Linked DNA regions of Bicyclus anynana: region 2 is linked to region 1. A link is a contact called in public Hi-C data. All regions are on one chromosome and are shown on one strand. Each heading gives the region's core, a stretch centred on a gene start, on an enhancer-like site or on the middle of the called end of the contact. The rest is flanking DNA. Distances are from core to core; before and after follow the strand shown.

The links. A called contact is a pair of places that touch in the nucleus more often than the background predicts.
Region 2: a Hi-C map of whole larva shows a contact between it and region 1, with 3 times the contacts expected there. The contact joins two enhancer-like sites. A contact is called at or near these places in 2 of 2 Hi-C or Micro-C datasets (whole body and whole larva).

What each region holds. Positions count from the first base shown.
Region 1 is chr1:3,232,622-3,237,346 of ilBicAnyn1.1, reverse strand. LOC112055887 (protein bunched, class 2/F/G isoform-like) reads left to right here. Exons shown (of 3, transcript XM_052882757.1): 3 at 3,365-4,725. The coding sequence ends at 3,577. Among protein-coding and RNA genes, the nearest start is that of LOC112055171, 6.4 kb to the right of the region's middle. Within about 2 kb of position 2,561, at least 8 of the 8 cell types and tissues checked have open chromatin away from gene starts, as enhancers often do.
Region 2 is chr1:3,339,407-3,343,958 of ilBicAnyn1.1, reverse strand. All of the region lies in intron 1 of LOC112055887 (protein bunched, class 2/F/G isoform-like), which reads left to right. Among protein-coding and RNA genes, the nearest start is that of Trnak-uuu, 19 kb to the left of the region's middle. Within about 2 kb of position 3,083, at least 2 of the 8 cell types and tissues checked have open chromatin away from gene starts, as enhancers often do.

The sequences.
Region 1 (4,725 bases), core at 1,312-3,811:
TATCTTAAAAGAATATAACCAGATATTACCGCAGACATATTTGCGCATGTGCTTTTGAAATACCTCGGACCCACTGTGTAATTAAATTCAGGGCGCAAATTTTATTTTCGTTCGACTGACTCTTTAATGATACATTTTTATTTGAACATATTTTACTAGTAGTGTCATTGTTTGCATTAGCGATGTTATGAATTCAGAAACTTCAAACAAGATATATAAAAACGATAAACAACGAGAAAATTATAAAAATCTTCCACCATTTCCTAATTAAAGTATTAGAAATGTTAATAGCAGTTCAATAGGACAAAAAGATAAACTCAAAATAGTCTCTACTTATCACAAGATAAACAGTATTTTTGGTGTACAACGACAACCTAAACAACGTGATCGGTCAAACAAATTTGTAAACAAAAGAATTGGGGTTTTAATTGTCATTAGTAGCACGCAACGTTATGATCTTTCTGTTTTTATACTCAATCGTAAAGCGTGACCGCTGCTTTATATGACGATGATGTCATCCATAAAGCTCGACCGCCTCCGTTTCTAACTCTTTTAAGTCGTATTTACTTATTCCAGTGGCGAAACCTGTTGTATAGATTATGTGATTTGAATCTTTAATTATTGTTTGCTATATTTTTGTTTACTCCTATCTATGTAGTAAAAACACTTTTGTTGTAATATTTTCTGATAATCATTTTAACAGATTATACGTTTCTATCCGGTTCTTTATCTGTTTAGATTTTTTTGCTGTTAATTATCATCTTGATGGATTTTTAGTAAATCGATAAACGTTAAACGTTCCATGAGATATCAGGCATAAATAATTTCCCATTATTACAATAAAACTTTTTTATGTTCTTGTAAATTTTATTGTACTTAAACATATATATACATATAAGTATAATACTTTGTATAGTTTTTTTATCACTGTATAAAAATTACCACTGCTATCTTTGTTTCTCCAAGTTCGATACCCGTTTAATACAGAGGGACAGGTTTAATGCTTGTGCCCTTGCGTCCATTTTATTATCATCGCTTTCTATATTTTCGTACGTGACTGCAAAAAAGTTCACTGCACTCGCCACGGGGACGTTGCACTTATTTCCACTACCCTCATCTCGAGTTATAGCGTACTGTTATAATATGAATAAAACACCGCGCGTCTTCTCATGCCCCACAAACATACACCTCGTTATCTAATTTACCCACTGACATGCAAACATCGGGACACGCGATAACTACTGTTTAATTTATGCTTGTGCCATTATGAGTGATGCTCATCTAATCGCTAGTTTCCTGTTTATGTACACATACACAGGTCGGTGCTGTATCACAAGTCAGAGTCTTGCGAGAAGCTGCAAGCAATTGAATATTAATAATGCGACTCGTTTCAATGAACTTATTGGCGCCCTGTCAATCTGCATCTGTGACGCAGTCCCGCCAACGGTAACCGATACAATCCAGTGTTCAGTTTTATTGAGCGTGTATATTCTTCCCGACTGCCGAAGGTCGCAACTCCCACATGAATGCCTCATCGTTTGCTTTATTTTTAATCGGACCTATTTATAGAATGAGGAAATTTAACGCATACCACATTTAGTGTCGTAAACGAAAGCACTTGGTCTACCTTGAATCATTCACGTAAGAAAATCCACATTCCAAGTAAATAAGTAGATCTAGAAACTGATGCATAGTTTAAACTTCAATCTTTATTATGGTAGATTGTGAATGCGGAGATTCTTGGCATTACACACAGTCATGTACGTTGTCTCCAACTATTGCTAACGTGGGTAATTGAATTAATGTGATTCTAATTCAAATCTTGTATCATAATTGCGATTAGTGTCCGCATTCCCATCGTACATTATCATAATAACATGTTGCTCTGTTAGATTAACTCAACGTCTGCAATCCATATCTAGAACAAGTACCTACTCGTACGATCTATTAAAATTTGTATAATGATTACCAGCATACTTAAAGTAACTTTTATCTTATGAGCCTCTCCCAAAGAAATACAGGATATTTATCAAACGCTTATGATAGATCCAAAAAATGATTTGGCTAACAAAGATTCAATATATGCGTATTTACTGTCTGCCAGTCTGATTGAACTCGAGCAATGTATCGAAGGTTCTAGTAAGAAGCAATGAGTAATGCTGAATACGAAGATAGAAATATAATTGAACGATGCGATGATGTTTCTAACAATTATTATAATGCAAAATTTTCCTTTTGCATCGCCTGATGAGGAACAATTACCTATTTTGAACTATGCGTCATACATCAGTGTATGGTCGGTTAGACTTGATTTGATTGCCACAACAAAGGTAAACAAAACAATTACAAAATCCATAAAACATAGAGATAAATGTTGTAACATAAATTTATTCATTATTAATTATTCATGTTACTGCGAACATGTAACTTTGAAAACAAGAGCTTTGTTGTTATCGACATATCTATACAGCCGGTGTTGTCGAGTACGGGGTTCATACGCTGATCGCGTGGCGGTGACGTGTCAAGCCGCCATTTTAAATAGGACATGCGCGCGCTCAGACCATCAGTCGCCCGGTAGGACGCGCAGAGTTTACTCGACGTCGCTTCACTCGGTCTGTGTCCTCCCTCGCTCAGTGTCACTTAGCTAATCGTCGGCTGAACACGCGTTTCGATCGTCCTGAAAAACCGGTTCATTCAATTCTGAAACATGATTGATGTCATCAAACCCCGCGATGCCTGCCTCTACGAAGTCAGACAGAAAGGTCAAAAGGACCCCTGTTACGTGGTCGTGCCCAATCCAAAAGTACGTTGGTGATGTTTTTTGTTTTTGTTAATTTGTGTCCTTTGTTCGACTTTCCAAGTGTTGTCGAAGCGTATAATTTGACCAAGAGTCAAGATACTCGGTTTTATTTCTTTTATGTTTTTTTCGTTACTCAAGAGTCTACTTGTAAATTTATTTTGAATTATGGTCTGGATTTAAAAAAAAAAATTTATTTACCTTTTATAATAATTTAAATTAAATTTAAATTAATAAAAATATATCGTGCTATTAATATCAGATGTCTTTGAGTTTGAATATTTATTTTATTATCTTTATATTTTTATAAATTATAGATTAATTAATATGTAGTATTATTTATGTTTCTTTTTTTTATTTATTTTTCATCTCTTTCTTTTATTTTTTCTTCTTTTTCTTATCGATTTTCCCATTTTACTCTTTTGTTTTTATTCACCGTTATCTCTGATGTATTCACGCAACGCAAATTCAATATTATATTAGGCACTAATCTAGCATTATTATATATTAAACCACTATTTAGGCCAATATTCTGATGGTGCTAACATGCGCGTTGTATTGTTACAGGATCTGGTCAAGAGCCACTTGATGTTCGCGGTGCGCGAGGAGGTGGAGGTGCTGAAGGAGCGCATCGCGGAACTGATGGAGAGGATCAACCAGCTCGAGGTGGAGAACAGCTACCTGCGCGCGCACGCGAGCCAGGACACGCTGGCGCAGCTGCCGGCCGTGGGCGCCAAGCCGCCGCCGCAGCCGCAGGGCCCGCAGCCGCCCGCGTCGTAGGGCGCCGCGTGACACCGCCGCGCGGCCCGCCCGCCGGCTGTGCCCGCCCCCCGCGCGCCGCCCGAGCGCGCGCCCGCTGACCCGCGCGCGCGCCCGCCGGCCCGCCTCGCGCGCCGCGATGTAGTTAGCGCGTCGCCCGCGTCACCCGCGCTCGCCGAGCTTCGACATTACTGCTTGGATCTAATAGAAGTATATTTTCCCGTTATTTAATCTTTAGGGTGCAGAATTTCGCCACGCTTCCGCTACGCATCTCGGCGACGCCTCGTCCACGTAACTGATTCACGATACAAATACTTTCCGATCGGTGTGTCCACCGCATACGGGATACGTGCGACTGTGAGCACCGACGTTCGTAACGTGTACCTACTACTGCGCATAACATTATATCTCTAAGTCGTGTGTTTATATGATAGATATATCAATTAAAATAAAATAGTTAAATAATACACGCATTATTGAACAATGACTGTTAATTTATTTAATATTTTTTTAAAGGTACCTATTGTAAGTTAAGTTATTTATCGAGTTTTAAAAAGAAACGTATTGTAACACAATAAAATGACATTGTGATGTGAACTTGACTCTGCAGTTAGTTGTTTTATGGATTTATGAATAATGTGTATTTTAGGTTTTATCCGTTAGATTGAAGAGATTCTTAGATATGTGCGAGCGTTTCCGTTGATTGTTGAATATGCTTTGGTCCCTGAATGTATACAGACAGATACGTTCTTGGGTTTTATAAAATTTGTTAATATTATTGCTATATTATACATTTCTTGCATGTCATTTCCCCACAAAATAAATTGGGAGTTCCATTAATGTTATTGATTGACTGTTAAGTTATATACGAAGATTCATCGCATTTTTATATATACCATACGTCTGAAGTTTCTACCGGTTGCTTACAGAACTATAAATGAATATTTCAGTATGTTTTCCGTCAGTATTTCCTCGCCATCGAAAATTCATGTTAACCTTTAGGCCTCTCATGAAATGATCTGTCCATAGGTCTTGAATGTGTGATGTTTCGTTTAGTCGTTAGTTTAATGAAATACAGTTAGTAATGTTCGGAGATACGGTCAGCAGTTGATGTTAGTTGCTAAAGATTAAAGAGTCGTTTAGAAAATAGCCGTTGCGAGAGTGGTAGT
Region 2 (4,552 bases), core at 1,834-4,333, 110 kb before region 1:
ATAGAGCAATACTGCTTGGCGGCAGAAAGTAAAATCAAAATTATTAGTACTGCTCGGGACTCCCTGGATGACTTCTGGCACAAAAAACCCCGTGACTAATGAAATTAACGTCCTTATATCTTAGTCATGCCAGAAAGAGTTAAATTGGGTTAAATAAACTGGCCCTGGCCCTGGCCCTGGCCCTAGCTCCATTTACAGCAATTTCCAAAAATCTGTGATGAATTGTGATGAAATTATGTCTAATATTTAAATCGACAAAATGTTCAAGGACATATATTTTGAAATACGAACAATGAATTTCCAGAAAATAATAAAGAGCAAATTTTATTTATTACTGTAGCAATTATAGCAGCGGAAACAATCGCATTAGTGAGCAACACTGCTCACGATCCTTAACCACCCACGGTGGACCGAATTGTGCAGATGACGATGAATATCGTACAGTTGGCAACGGATTTTATATTTATATCTATGATTAATTGATTTAAGGTATTATTGGTTTTTCAGTAACTGGTGACATAGAATTGGTGTTGGTGTTGATCTGTATTGTTTTCGGATGGCGAAATATGTCATACAAAACAGTTATTTTAGGAATTAGAAATGTTTAAACACCGATATAACGGCATCCAGACTGGTCAAGACTTATTTTGTATAATAATAATTAGTATTAAAAAAAACTATTTTATTGCGCATCTCCAATAAAAAAATAAAAAATTAAATTCATTGACAGAGTTTTAGTATTTTAATAATAATAATAATAAAACACTTTATTACACCAAAACAAAATAACAAAATTTTACAAAAACAAACCAAGTAAAATACAAACAATGGTGTAACGGCGGCCTTATCTCTAAAATGATATCTTCCAGGCAACCGTTATTATAAGGAGTTCACGTTTACAAAGAGAAGTGGTTGGTGCGCAAATATCGACTTAAAATACTGTACAATAAAAAATAAATGAAATATACTTACATAAACTAAGAAAATTAAAATACATAAATACCAATATTAACATTAATAATATATATGTATATATATATACAATAAAATAAACTTACTTAAATTGATATTACATACCTAAATATATTACTGTGATAAAAAGTAGTCTTTAAGACGACGTCTAAATATATGAATCGACTGAGAATGACGAATATCCCGCGGCACGGCATTCCATAGTTTTACCGCCTTAACAGTGAACGACTCACTATAGCGGTGAGTCCGACTAAATGGCATAGATAACTTATTATCATTGCTGTATCGATGATTGAGAAGGTGGTTAGAACCGCGAAAGTGAAACCTTTCTTTTAAGTACGGAGGAGAATGATAGTGATTAAGTATAGAATAAAGCAAGGAAAGTATGTGAAAATTACGACGCTGAGCTATAGTCAACCATTTTAATTGAGCACGAAATTCAGAAATGTGGTCAAATTTTTTTAACCCAAATATGAATCTAATGACTAAATTTTGATTTTTTATTTTAGTACATTTCAAATAGACAAAGCAAACGCATTATTGCAGCCGCAGACGGCGTGTAGCGTCGTAGCATATCCATGATCTTATCTAATTTTTTTTGTGTTCCGCTGTTTCCGCCAGCTGTTGGTGACTGTACCGTGGCTGAAAGACCGTACCTAAATAACCTACTGTTTTTATAATAAATCAGTTCAGATGTATCGTTAAAACATCGTGAAAGATATTGTCTGTTGTATGATTAGTTCATCCATTTCTTCAAAAGAAGGTATATACACTGTTTTGAAAATATTTCAGGTGAAAATACCTACTACACAAGAAAACACCGGCTTTTAATTCTTAGTCTTTATAACTAACAAATTTGGGCCATGATTTTTATCCGACAAGCTTGTAATATTATTAGTCTTTCTAAAAATAATTTTACATTCATTAAATTCAAAATGCAAATGTTCGTTAATCTTTATATTATTTTTAACAAAGATTACGTTTAAACAATTTACAGAAACAAATGTCATAACAATTATACTCATTATATAAATTAAAATTACATAACAAAAATTCAAAATACAAAAGTAATGTTCAATAAATCTTCACATAAGTCCTTGTCGACTATTTCCGAATGGAAATCTACTTGTGTGTGTGGTTCTTCGCAATCAACATTCTAATTTCACGCTGGCGAGTAATTTATTAAATCCAGATTGTGCGAAGATGCCGTCTGTCTTATGTGTGACATCATCCTTTTTTTCTATTTATTTCCGTGTTGCTTGGAAAACTAGTTTTACTAGAGATTTTATAACTTGTGTAACACTTCGTTGTTTTTTTCTGGCGTAGTAAAGAAACATATTTGATGTAGAATTTGGTGGTGTTATGTTTTGATAATGTATAACCACAGTATCGTTTAAAATAATTGAAGTAGGTATATGACACATAAGGGTAATATTGAGTTATTTAATAGATCAAAACCAATTTCCCATTAAGTAAATTGGTTAACTAGTTAATTTATTGCTTGGGTTTTTTAGTTGTTCGGGGTTCTGTGTCGTATTCTATTCCTTTTTTAATTGATCGAGGTCTTATTAATCAAAAGTCTTTACTTTATTGATTACGCGGATGTTGATGGCGATGGTGCTTTTAGACTGAGTATTAATTTCTACTTTTACCGTTATTGCAGTCAATAATTTTAAAAACCTAAAATTTTAAAGCGAAATCGTGGAAATCCAATTGCGTACGTACTATATAAATTTTTGATTTTCTGAAATCCATTAAATTTACTATGAATAGGTTAATGATGAGAAAACAGCATTTTTCAGAATTTACAAGTCAATTAATTAGGTTTAGAGTCGAATTGCCTCTCAATCACGCTATGTTTACTATAAAACTGATTCATCACAAACACTCTAGCTTTACCGCATAAACGAATAATATCTTAGAATCAACATCGTTTATGCATACAGCATGCTAATATATCCACTATTAAAAGAACTTTACAGCTTCAAAGCGATTCACCTGTTGTGTTGAATTTTAACAAGATTCTGCGAGGGATGGAAGGTCACATTTCATTGGTTTGTTGTACCCATGCCGCGGTCAAGGTGAGCTCGGCGCCAGTCCGGAGCCGGAGCGAAAATAAACAATCCGAAAAGTTGAATAATTTAGCGAATCTGCTAACTGTCGGACGATGTCAGAAGCCAGAATTATCGGTTGCTCTGTTAATGAAAAACTTGGTAGCGGAACGGAATTTGAAAATCTAATCAAACCTTCATAAATTTTGCTGCTACTTAATGTTTAGCCACATTTTTTTAAGAATTTGTATGTACGTGAACTTAGTATATTACATTAAATTTTATTGGTATTATGATTTTTGTTTTTTCTTGCTAACTGGTTGCTCGTTTATTAATAGTACTTTATTATGAAGTTAGTCTTTCTGTTACTTTAATTCCCTTGGTTAACTAGTCAGGAAAAATGGATTACACGTGGTAAACATTGCTTTATAGATTTTAAATAGGATTATTTTAATGTGTTGACAAGTTGTCTTGACAGGTATGTCCTAACTAGGACTGCAACTCCGACGTAGACCCCTATTGACGTGTTAATGCCTTGTTTATTTTGGTGCGGTAAGAACCAGAGCATATTACAAAAATTAAGATATTTCAGTATTTTCAGATTCTTTCAAAATTTTCTATCGACTGTTCTGGAAAAAATTGATTATTAAATTATTAGTTTTAGGCATTAGTTTACGTCATGTGTGTTTACATTAGGATATGTATCAAAACTATTTGCGTTTTAAAGATGTAAAACACTATCATGTTTTTAGAATCCTTTAATATAAATGTGAATTATTAATTTATACATATTTAAGAGATTTTTAGGAATAGATGATATAATCATTTATATTAATTTTGCCTATCTGTAGGAAAATATCCTTATTATGATAAAATATTTATAAAAACTAGTTACGTCATTGCCAATGTCGCATTTTGTACCTACTATTAGGAACACATTTTGCGTTTTGAAAATCTATTATTACCCTAGAGATGTAACACATGGTCTTTTATTTTTGTAAGAATTTCAACACACGATCATTTACCACATTAATGCTTACTAATTTTGGTTGACATCAAGTATGTAGCTCCCGAAATAAAACTGTATCCTGATGGTGAAATTTGTCGCAAATATTGTCGTGGCGCTTGAGCATCTTCCGTCCATGTCCGTCGAAGCCTGTCAGGTTCGCTAAAACTCAATACCACCTGTTGTCGGTCATTGTCAAGGAGATTTAATAAGAACGAACTGCTTGTGTGAACATTTTCGTATTCAGTGCCATATCGTACGTAAAAGTAAAATCCGCGTTAGAGTGGTATTGCTTTTGGTATTTGGTTATTTTATTATTATTATTATTCTTTACAAGTTAGCCCTTGATTACAATCTCACCTGATAGTAAGTGATGATGCATTCTAAGATGGAAGCGGGCTAACTTGTTAGGAGGAGGATGGAAATCGACACCCCTTTCGGTTTCTACACGATATCGTACCGGAACGCCAAGTCCCTTGGCGGTACGTCTTTGTCGGTAGGATGGTATCTACCCACGGCCTAA